Regions from separate parts of the Ovis aries genome. Here all the other regions are linked to region 3. The links are chromatin contacts, called in public Hi-C maps. All regions are on one chromosome and are shown on one strand. The core of a region is the stretch at or near the end of the contact, and the rest is flanking DNA. Distances in the headings are between cores, read along the strand shown. Region 1 holds the start of CEP135 (centrosomal protein 135). Region 2 holds the start of CRACD (capping protein inhibiting regulator of actin dynamics). Region 3 overlaps CRACD (capping protein inhibiting regulator of actin dynamics).

Region 1 (3,910 bases), core at 24-2,523, 350 kb before region 3:
GGTCTTCCATGTTACCTGGAGCAAAACTGGTCTATAACTTCAGTATCCCACTTACCTTTCAAAATTTCTTTGACTTTGGTTCTTACATTTTCTAACTGCTATGCATTTGGGACAAAGAGTTATCTGGACTGGATGGCCACTGCGTAGTCATGTTGCTGTGATTTTAAAAAAGATATTTGTTGTTCAGGAAAAAAATGTATTTAAATGTACATCTTCAAGACTACAAAAGCCATCTACAGAGCTTAACTCACTTCCCCTTAGAAATTCCACAAAACAACTTTTTTTAAAGCATGCTGGAAGGCAGACAAGACACAACAGAAACGGTTAAAACAATGGGTACAAAGTATTCACAACCCACAAAGCAGTTAGGTAACATGCGAAGAGCTGACTCATTGGAAAAGACTGATGCTGGGAGGGATTGGGGGCAGGAGGAGAAGGGAACGAACGATAGAGGATGAGATGGCTGGATGGTGTCACCGACTCGATGCACATGAGTTTGGGTGAACTCTGGGAGTTGGTGATGGACAGGGAGGCCTGGCGTGCTGCAGTTCATGGGGTTGCAAAGAGTCGGACACGACTGAGCAACTGAACTGAATATGCAAAGACAATACATTTTCAGAATGAAAGTCCTACTTGCCAGAGCAGTAATCAGAAAGGAGCAAATGAGCTGTCTCTGATCATCCAGAAGTTTTCACGCGAGAAACAGAATTCTACAATTTGACCATGTGTTTTCTGTTTATGAACAAGCTCTGTAAAACTAGTTGATTTGAATTTAATTCCATTCACAAATGTTTATTGCGGTTAGTGCTAGAGAAACATAGCTGAGTAAAATAATCTCTTACTCCAGGAATTCACAATTGGGGACGGCAGGAAGAGACATACAAATAATTACGTTTTGAAGGGATGAGTTATAACTGACGGGATTGAAACATCATGATGTTATATCATCATAGCGGGTTGAGTATATTATAAGGGTCTACACATCTGGGCATGGGTGTGGGAGCAACAGTTAATTGTGTTGCGTGGCTGACAGGGAAAGTTGCAATTGTGCCTGTCGTTGGAGTTTAGGTGAAGGCGTCCCCCTAACGGCTGAAGGCTGATCCGCGGTAGGGACCAGGGCCGGGCAGGATTTTAACCCCGCGCCAAGAAGGTCAAGCGAGGCACGCGATCGACTTGGAGGAGTCCTATCGCCGGCACCCGCTGAGGTTAGGGGTTCGCCGGCCGCCAGGGGGCGCCGCGGCCTCGCGCCGTGCGGGCTGTTGCGTTTCCGGGCACCGGGGCCTAGCGCCGCCATCCCGGTCGGGCGCGTCCCCGCTGCGCGCGGCGAAACGTCGGCCGCTCCCGTTACCGAGGCAACCGCGGCACCTCCTCCGCGCCGGCCCGGATCGTCTCTCCGCGCCATTTTCAAACTGTCCTAGCGCTGAAGCCGGTGTCTGGGCGGAAGGAGCCAGCGAGGGAGGCGAGGCGCGAGGGAAGATGCGACCGCAGGCAGAGGGAGCGGCGGCCGGGGCTGCGGGTGAGCGCGGCGCGGGGCGGGAGGGCTGGGCTGGGCCCGGCGGCGCCTCCGCCTCCCGGGCGGTCCCCGCGGGCCTGGCCCGGGCGCTGCCGGGAGGGAGGCCGCGCGGCCTCGGGAGGAAGTGGGCCCCGGGCGGGCGGCCGGGGCGCGGAGTTCGTGTCGCCTCGCTGCGGACACCTCCTTCCCTTCAACACCCGACAGCGAAACTGCGGCCCGGAGGTCGGCCTGGGGTTGCCCGGGCTCCTGTTTCCTCCCGCCGCGATCGCCGCGGGTCTGTGCGGTTCCAGCAGATCCGCCTCCTACAGACTGATGGGTTGATTTAAAAGTTAAAATACCCTTTCGTATAAGAATCATACAGGCTCTTTGTAAAACAAAAGTGCCCCAAAGCCTAGGACGAGTCATTTATTAACCTTTGTCCAGCACCTTAGTAAACATCCCCTCTTCCACTCTCTACTGTTTTTAGTTCAGTGAGGGAGGACTCGCGAGATAACCTAGTTAATGTTGGTTTGGGGTGTTTTGTTTTTCTAGCCCTTGTGCATATATATTATATACATAGGAGATTACGCACACACACACACACACACACACACACACACACACACACGCACAGGATACTTTTGTAAAAATAAGGTGCACTGGCTTTCAGACGTAAACTCCCCAGAGTTAAGCCAGCGGGTAGTTCCAAAAACGTTTGCTTGGAGGATCTCCAAACCTTACCTTTTATGTGGTTCTGCTGGAAACCTTTCGGTATGGCCGCAGTGTTGGGATGATGTAGATGGGCGTGTTGTGTTGGTGGTGAAGGACAGCAGCCCATGCATGGGTGGGGAAAGCCTAATACATGTTTTTTTGTCCTTCCTGGGAGGATTTTAATCTTTTTCATCTGTCGTATCTTTTTTTTTTTTTTTTTTTAATACTTACTCATATTGTCTCTCAGAAGGATGTGAGGGTGTATTTGGGGTAACCAAAGTTGGTACCAGACAAAAAAAAAGACATGTTTGAATTGTGAGGCCCTGCTAGTTCTTCGGAGAAGGCAATAGCACCCCACTCCAGTACTCTTGCCTGGAAAATCCCATGGATGGAGGAGCCTGGAAGGCTGCAGTCCATGGGGTCGCGAAGAGTCGGACAGACTGAGCGACTTCACCTTCACTTTTCACTTTCATGGATTGGAGAAGGAAATGGCAACCCACTCCAGTGTTCTTGCCTGGAGAATCCCAGGGACAGGGGGAGTCTGGTGGGCTGCCGTCTCTGGCGTCGCACAGAGTCGAACACGACTGAAGCGACTTAGCAGCAGCAGCTAGTTCTTGGTCCGACAGGTGCCCTTCTGACTTCTTCAGGACTTTTTCTAGAACACCCTGCATCAGTCAGGTCCTTCTTGTGGAAGGAACCAGAAAGAACCTAGTATGGAATGGGAACGTCATTCAGAGAAAAGGCTAACAAGAATGTGGAGGAGAGATTTGTAGGAAGGAGTTATCAAGGAGTGGTACTAAGTTGAGGCGGCATAATACAGAAACCTGAGTAGTGGGTCAGGACTCAGGAGACCTGACTGCCCATCTTCTTAGTGGCCTTGTGATTTGGAAAAAGTGACTCTCTCTAGGCAGCCTTTCCTCATCTTTGAATGTGGAGGGTGTCCTTGACCCTTTTCCCGTCATAGTAGTTGTGAGGATCAAATTTTGCATATATTCATATCCATGCATGTTTTATATAAATTGTGAAGAGCAATACCAATGTAAAACAAAGTTCTTGTTTGATTTAGAAATATGAGTACTAGGATCATATTTACCTGGCAAAGTTAGAAAGGAGCATTTTTTTTAAAGAAGGGATCTTTGGATAACTCCATTTTAGGGTGCATTGATAGATGATATATTCATAGATGTTTAAAAAGATGAGGATAAAAAGATGTCCAGAGACACTTACATGTTAGGGTCTTTCTATTTTAATGTAAATAAAATTTACATATGCTATCTGAAAAGCTTTGATAAATGTATACATTGATGTGGTGTCTGTCCCCATTACCACAATATTTTCATTACCCCCGAAAGCTCCCTCATGCCCTTCCAGTCAGGCTCCAACTACCCCCATGGCCCTGGGTGACAGCTGTTCTAATTTCTATGTACATAGTTTAATTTTGCCTGTTCTTGAACTTCATACAATCATGGCTTCTGTTGCTCAGATAGTGTTTTTAAATTCATCCGTGCTGTTGACATGTGCCAGTTCTGTTTTATTCTTGAGTGATATTCCATTGTGTAAGTATAGTGTACTTATCCTTCTTCTGTATAGTTTGTTTCCAGTTTGGAGCTATTATGAATAAAGATGCTTCAGATATTCTTGTAGAGTCTCTTTGTAGATGTTTATTTTCATTTTCTTGAGTAAATACCTTGGAGTAGAATCACACAG
Region 2 (3,515 bases), core at 810-3,309, 260 kb before region 3:
GTTGGTGATGGACAGGGAGGCCTGGTGTGCTGTAGTCCATGGGGTTGCAAAGAGTTGGACACGGCTGAGCAGCTTAACTGAACTGAGAACTATGGGTTTAACTATATAAGTTCATTCTCATATTCTTGAATCTATAATCTCTAATATAGCAGTTAAATAAATGGTTAAGTATTTTTAAAATTCTTACTGTTCTGCACCTTTAGTTTGTATTGCAGTATGGTCTCTGAAAATCCACGTGTTACATGTCAAAAGTGGAACAGCAGGCTGATATCCCTGTTTGATGTACCACTCTGTTACTATAGCCCTGAATGTAGTAATTAGGAAGCAGTGTGTTTGAAAAGTGAGGGGAAAAACAGCACCCATCAAAAGTGGTGCCTGATAGCTTCTGATTTCTGAGGCCCATGAGACACAAAATCCATTAGAGCTAGGAATGCTCTAATATTAGTATAAATTCTCTAGAACGCTTTCAATAATTTATGAATGTATAATCTGGTGTTCCTTGCTCTGCAAAATTAAAATACTTTAGACCAACACTTGATTTATATAAATTTGAATTTTTATAGCATGTGTATTCATGTCCTTGGCAAGATTATAATATGTCAAGAAAAAGACCTCAGTTATATGTTCTACACAGACTTGGTTTTTGGCTTCTAGTACTACTAGATCAAATCAAGGAGAACCTGCTCAAGCCTTCACAAAACTCTTCCTTGTGCTTATTTGGAATAAAGCAGACATCATTTGGGAGAAGGAAGCGGCCACTCACTCCAGTATTCTTGCCTGGAGAATCGACATAGGATGGTGGTGGGCTGCCATCTATGGCTTAGCAGCTAAGTCACTTCAGTCGTGTCAGACTCTGTGCGACCCCACAGACAGCAGTCCACCAGGCTCTGCCATCCCTGGGATTCTCCCGGCAAGAACGCAGCAGCAGACATCATTTAGAATATGCAAATACTGAACAATGATCTATATTTACAAAAATGCACAACCATATTCTGGTAGTTAATTAAAATGTTCATCTAGAACAATCCATTTGGATGAGGCAGTATGCACTAGATTTTTCCACTGTCAAAGCTGCTTCTTTAAGTCAGGCACCCATATTAAAATTAGCAGTCCTGTTTTTGGCACTGGGACATCTGACTTAAGATTGAGCACCTGTTCGAATTACCCCTCATCTTCTGCATCTTTTGTCACAGAGGACTTATTTTTTGCTTTGTTTTCAATTTCTTTATTAATAGTGATACAAAATTGTTTTTAGCATCTCTGCATGCATTGTGAAGGAAAGGATCACCAGAAATGGATTTCCAAGTTCCATCGAAATAGTCATAGCAAAACATACGGGGGGAAAAAAAAAGGCTTATTAGTGCTTCCAGTTAAGCCACAAAAGGAAAACATAGTTTTCTTAAAATATCAAAGTCAATATTTAATTTCATTCTGGCTGGGAACAATAACGCCCAATGTCAGCGTCACTCTGCTCAGATGTACAGCCACTCCGCAAAGCAATTTCGAGCCTTTCTACTTTTGTGTGGCATCTTGCAACTTGTTTGACTTTCAGGAGTCCCCATGCCATTCTTATGGTCGGGGCTCTGCAGGGGAAAACTCCCTAGGGAGTCCAGGTCGCTCCCCTAGTCTCTCGCTCATCCCGGTACCGGGGGCCGGATTTGCACCCCGTGGAGGGTGATAACTGATGGTCCCGAGTTCCTATCCCACGTAAGCCTCCCTGTGAGCCCATTACAGTAACCTCAGACCCCACAGGTCAGCCGGGCCATCCCCGGCGGTGGTGGAGAGGACACTGACCAATCCCACGCCCTTGCCTGTGATCAGCTCCGATTTCTGGGCACCACCACCCCCAGGGGAAGGGAGCCGTCCAGCGGCTTCTTTCCTGGAGGGCTCGAAAGGAAACCGGGCTCTCCAGTCCCCGTGGCAGGGCCCGGCGGTTCAGGGGCGAAGCCGGGCGGGGCCGCGGCGGGCGCGGGTCCGAGCGCCCGAGGCGCGGGCGGAGCATGTGACCACGCCGCGCGGGGCCGGGCTCGCAGTGCCGCGCGGCGGCGGCGGCGGGGAGAGCAATGGAGGCCGTGGCCGCCTGAGAGGCGGGTGCGCTGCCGGTGCTGCTGCGGAGGCTGCTGGTGCCGCGGGAGCGCCGCGGACATTGCACTGGCGCCTGCCGCCCGCGCGGGATCGCCACCGCCATCTAGCCACTTTCCCAGCCCCGGCTCCCGGCCGGGACGTCAGGTGAGCGCTCTCCCGGCCCGCGGCCGGAGCCAGACAATGGGTGCAGCGGGCGGGCTTCTCCCTTTCCCTGGCGACCCCCGGCCCAGGCCCCCGCGGCGGCCCGGGATTCCCGACCTTGCCCCTGCCCTGGGTTAGTGGGCTCGGCTGGGCGGGTCGTGGACTCCGGGGCGGTGTCCCCGCGCGTGCAGCGTGGACTCTCCCCGAGGCACCAGGCGCGTGGTGTGCGCGGCTCTGGATCCCACGCGAGGAACCTGCGGACGGGCTGCGCCCCCGGTAACTTGCCGAAAGCGTGGGACCTTTAAATTCCCTCTGTCCTTCCCGCGCCGCGGCATCCGGTCCTGGGGTCTCCGGCTCGGGTCCCGGCTGTGGCGGGGGTCAAAGCGAGACCTCGCCGTTTGGGATCTCGGGCGCTGACCGGGGCTCAGCCCTGCCTCCCACCGCCACCACCCCCCGCAACTGCATTGCTTTGTTTAACCTCTGCCGAGCCATTTCGCACAAACTCTTGTTGCTCCAATTCTGATGAGCCACCAGTTTGATGGCTGAGGCAAGACAAAGGTTTCCCCTGTTTACAAGGGCTGCAGCCGGGACACTGCACGCTGCCAGTGATGTAAAAATGTGTTTTCCTTATCTTCTCCCCCGGGTTCTTGCGATGGTTTTCCTGGTTCTATAACCGTTCTTTCTTGCAGAGCTCTGTAGTGGCGAGATTGGACCTCCTAGCCCTACCGAGACGGTGGGTGGGGAATGGCTTTTATTCCTGCTTATCAGTAAACAGAAGGGCAGAGGGTTACATTTGAGGTGTTCTCAGAATAGAGGCATCGTAATTCTACATTTTAAGAGACAATACAAAAAAAAATGTTTAAAGGACACATGGATTCAGTGGATGGGCGGGGTGGCAGGGGGCAGAAAACCTAATAACTGTGAACATGTGTTGTGAAATTTTAATATGGTTTTAAGAATAATGGCCCGGAAACTGATCTGGTGTAGGTGAGGGAGTGCGTGTGTGAGGAGGGGTGGTGTTGCTGGAGAGGGAGTGGTTAGAATACAAAGAATAAGGCAATGTCAGTAAAAGGTTCTTAGTCAATATCCTGTAGCAAATTTTCAGTTCATCAAGTTGTCATTAAATCATCATTCTTCTGTAAAAATCACCTGTAGTAGTTGTTGAATTATATATAAAATGGCTAACAATTATTTGGCATTGTAATGTGACTCAGGAATCTGAAAACAACAGTCAATTTTGAGTAATTTTAAAAAATCAACAAAGGAAAGATGCTTCCACCACTCCCGCC
Region 3 (3,953 bases), core at 200-2,699:
ATTTTGCTTCCGCTGCATGGATATGCATAAGCTTCCTTACAGCTCTAATGCTATGTTTTGAAACAATATAATAAGAGACTTCTGCTTTTCAAGGAGGGAAATGGGGACCCTTATCATAGCAAATGTGATTTTTAGAGTGCCATAAGATATCACTGTATCACCCCCAAAAGACTGTGCTTTATTTTTCAGTCGACTAAGCAGTATGTTCCTGGTAAGTCATAGAAATAGTAGTTAACTTATTAACTTGCATGAATGCTTTGCATTTTTCCATAAAAACGTTATGCTGGTATTGATGCTTAGTAAGCAGCATAAAAGACCACCCCTTCGTAGACTCCAGCATGGAATGAGGGTGTTTATCTATGTCAGGCGCATGTATGTTTTTTATGTCTGGAGTTGTCTTTGTGTGTGTATGTATGTATGTATGTATGTTTATTTTAAAAAGAGAAGTAGTGGATAACACCTATTGACAGTAAATGTCCTAGCAATCTAATTTGCCACCATTATTAAGACATTCTTTTGAAATGAGATTTCTACTGGAATGCCATTTAAAAAAAACAAAAAACAAAAGTGTTTGTTTTTTTTTCTGGCTCAAGAAACTTCCCAGCCCATGGAAACCAGAGCTGCGCCTGTAATGACTGCATTTGGAAAGGTTGCCCCCTAGTGTCCACATGTAGTCATCTCAGCCAGAACTGTCCTAGGTTGTACCAGTGATGGTTAGTATCCGTCCACTGAGCACAGAATGACTGAATAGAGCATAAATAAGCCTACTCTTTCCTGAACAGTGTGAATCTACCACCTGCCAAAATTTCTGTAGCAAGCGATTGAACCTTTAGAAGAAAAAATTACCTTTTTTTCCCTGAGTATAAAGATAATGCATGTGCATAGAATTGATTTTAATATACAACATAGTTATAAAGGACAGAAATAACAGTAGCATCCTTTTTAAGGACCCTATACATAACAGTCAGTTGTTCTGTGGCCAGTAAGTGAAATAAAAAAATGCCTGACAGGCCTCTGCCATCACCTGGCTTTGTGGCCTCAGGGCAAATCATTAAAGCTCTCTGACCCTCATATTCCTCATCTGAAAAACAAAGAAGATGCGTGTGATGGCTGATCTGAAGAGCCCCTCCAGTTCTTAAAGTCTGCCATTTATAGAAAATCACTGTTCATCTGCTAGAGCATGGAGTGGCTTTGTAAGCTTTGCACTGCAATGCGTTGGACTACAGTGACCTTGATGTTCCCAGAGCACATATCAGGGAGGTGCCTATTTATTTCAGAGCAAACCAGGCTGTGAAGTATGTATGCACCTACTGATGATAGGAATCAGGAATATCACGGACCAAGCCCGCAGGTGATTTTTAGAATAACACCGGAGCTTTGTCAGAAAAGGCTCAGTCTATTAGTCCACGGACTGTTTAGCTCAGGAGGAAGAACCTCTGTCTTCAGTAGCTGCTGTCTCCTGCCAGGCTGGATTTCACTTTAAAATGCCACAGTGTCTTACCTTTGAGGATTTGAGCACCTCGTGCAGCTGTCAAGGACACAAAGAATAAATACCTGCTCTTCACCACTTCTGCACAGAGCAGATGTCTTTAAATCTGTGTGTGTTTGATTTTGCTCATTCTCTTAAATTCATTTTAACTGTGGGAGTATCTGGAGTTCGCTCGAGAAGACAGCAATTTTATTTTCTCTCTGCCTTGTTCTTATAGTCGTAGCATGAAGGATGGCTATGAAAAATCTGGGGAAATCTAAATTGGCAGTGTGAGAGCTACAGAATATGATGTGCTTGGAATTTCTACACCATAGGAAAAGAGCCTCATAAATATAGATGTGCATTCCTATAATATCATTCTCCAGCATTCCATTGTACAGCCAAATGGCCAAATTTGAATGAATAAAATATCGCCCCTTTAGCTCACATTCGAGTCTAACAGTAACTCCATTCATTGCCATAAGTAACACGGACTCAGTTTAGGCACAGAGGTTCCACTCTCCCCTCTGGTTATTATCTCAGTGCATATAAAGAATCCGTGGATATGTAAAAATATACATATCTATTAAAATACATCTGTCTACAGATGGAAGAAGTGGTAATAGTTTATTTCCCTGGAAGCTTAAGGGCAAGCTCATCTTAACGGTCTGGTTTTGAGTGACTGCTTGTGTCACAGTTCTTCCCAGGACAATGCCTGAGTAGTGGGCAGAAAAAAAGTCACCAAAAAGCCATATTTATCCCTGTATTCAATTCATTTGACATCTGAGATGGCAGATAGGTTTGGACAGTCATCTTTTAGATGTCAATAAATCAGACGAAGTATCCAGCAGCCTCGTCCCCTCTGAGTCAGCTGAGGGAAAGATTTGGAGCGGGAACCACAGATCAGGTACAAGAGCCTTGCCCTTGAGAGCCTGGGGCTCAGTCACCATGGCCTTGGCCCTGCAGCCCTGCCCTGGCCTGTAACCACTGCAGGGTGTGTCTGCGAGGACAGGCCTTTGTCTGGACAGAGAGGCTGCCTTCCTGTCCCTGGATGGTGGCTGTCACTTTTTGCATGACCTGGGTCCTCCCCTCCTCCTTCCCTCGCCCTCCTCCCAAGCTCCCTAACCAGCAGCCTGAATTTGGTTTCTCCGGAGGAATTTTAAATCAGCTGCTTTATGGAGATGCTCATTGTCATTCTCAAAGGCAACAGCATTGTGTTTCTTTTGCCAGGATGAACGTATCCGTGGCATAAATCAACCCTCAGATACACACACATTCTCATTCCCTCCTCTCCCTCTCCCTCCTTTCCAATCTCCTCCATCCTGCCCCCGTCAGCTGTTGTACCTGCCATCAGGGCTGCAGATTCTCCTCCCTGGGCCTCCTGTCTGCCCCCTTCACCCTCCTCTCAATTTTCCACTTTAACTCTCAACTTTGTTTCTTAACGTCATGCTCTCCATTTCCCCAGCTTTGTCCCGCGTACCTTATTTCACCTGTTCTTATCACATCTAATATTTTTCCCCCATTTTCTCTTTCATTTTCCTTTGGTAGCCACGATAACCATCCCATCTTTGGAGTTTATTTCAATATAAGTAATGTGAACTTGACATCCATGTTCTAAAAAGGACTCTAACAAAAACAAACAGAAAAATCAGCACGTTCATTCTTTTTGTGATGGTGGCCAAAATCCTAACGAAAGAGCATTAATGTATTAAGCTTAGTCTCCTTGGGAACTCATTAAAGAACTATTCTTTCCATTCTGAGTAGAAGAAATACCCTCATTTTAGATATTCAAGAACATTGGTAGATGGCAGACCCTGACACAGGAGGCCTCATTCTAGGGTGATTGGATAAAAGTTTTTAGCTCTTTACCAGCACACTCAGAGAAGAGATAACTGGTCAACCAAAGGCTGGGCTGGGAGTTGCAGGGGGAGCCCCTGCGCAGACTGTGACTAGGATGCGGGAGCTCTTCCTGCCCCTCCTGCCCAGGCCCCCATGCATCTCCCACAGGGCAGCAAGAGTGCCACAGGGCCTGTGGCTTTGTTACACCATGTCCTCTTGTCTAACACCATCGGCTGTTCTAACTGTGCCTGCTTATTGATCTGCTTAGAGTAGACACTAACTGCCGCTTCCTGCTAAACTCATTTTAGAAGACACCCTATTGCAGCCTTCTCCTCCCTGAAACCCCTTTAGGCTGTTCAAGCTGTACTTCACTGGCTGAACTTGGGCTTTGGATGTGTGTTCCCTCCCCGTGGTGTCAGGGGGAGCCGGGTTCAGGCTGAGATACAGCAGATCGAATCCGAGTCCTTGTCTCTCTGTGCCCCTGACTTGGCATGCTGGGGTGCCCGGGGTGCGGGGAGGGGACCTGGGGCTCATCTCTTTCATGTCTCTGCAATTTCACCGTCCGCCATGTAAAGCCGAGGGGGAGTTGGGTGAAGGTGGATTTGATACTCTTGAGTTCAGAGAGAGAAGAGGCATTTTCCTCAAG

The links. Hi-C and Micro-C count contacts between places; a contact is called where the count stands out from the background.
Region 1: a contact with region 3 is called in a Hi-C map of hypothalamus, with 5 times the contacts expected there. The contact joins the promoter of CEP135 here to the enhancer-like site in region 3. A contact is called at or near these places in 5 of 16 Hi-C or Micro-C datasets (blood, hypothalamus, liver and 2 more).
Region 2: a Hi-C map of hypothalamus shows a contact between it and region 3, with 6 times the contacts expected there. The contact joins the promoter of CRACD here to the enhancer-like site in region 3. A contact is called at or near these places in 4 of 16 Hi-C or Micro-C datasets (hypothalamus, skin fibroblasts and tail adipose tissue).

Annotation. Positions count from the first base shown.
Region 1 is chr6:72,086,369-72,090,278 of ARS-UI_Ramb_v3.0, forward strand. CEP135 (centrosomal protein 135) reads left to right here and starts at 1,274. Exons shown (of 25, transcript XM_060417123.1): 1 at 1,274-1,516.
Region 2 is chr6:72,181,533-72,185,047 of ARS-UI_Ramb_v3.0, forward strand. CRACD (capping protein inhibiting regulator of actin dynamics) reads left to right here and starts at 2,060. Exons shown (of 10, transcript XM_060417128.1): 1 at 2,060-2,229.
Region 3 is chr6:72,438,727-72,442,679 of ARS-UI_Ramb_v3.0, forward strand. The region is part of intron 3 of CRACD (capping protein inhibiting regulator of actin dynamics); the gene reads left to right. Among named protein-coding and RNA genes, the nearest start is that of AASDH, 71 kb to the right of the region's middle. Within about 2 kb of position 1,450, at least 7 of the 54 cell types and tissues checked have an H3K27ac peak or open chromatin away from gene starts, as enhancers often do. A contact at or near this core is called in hypothalamus, where this site is marked.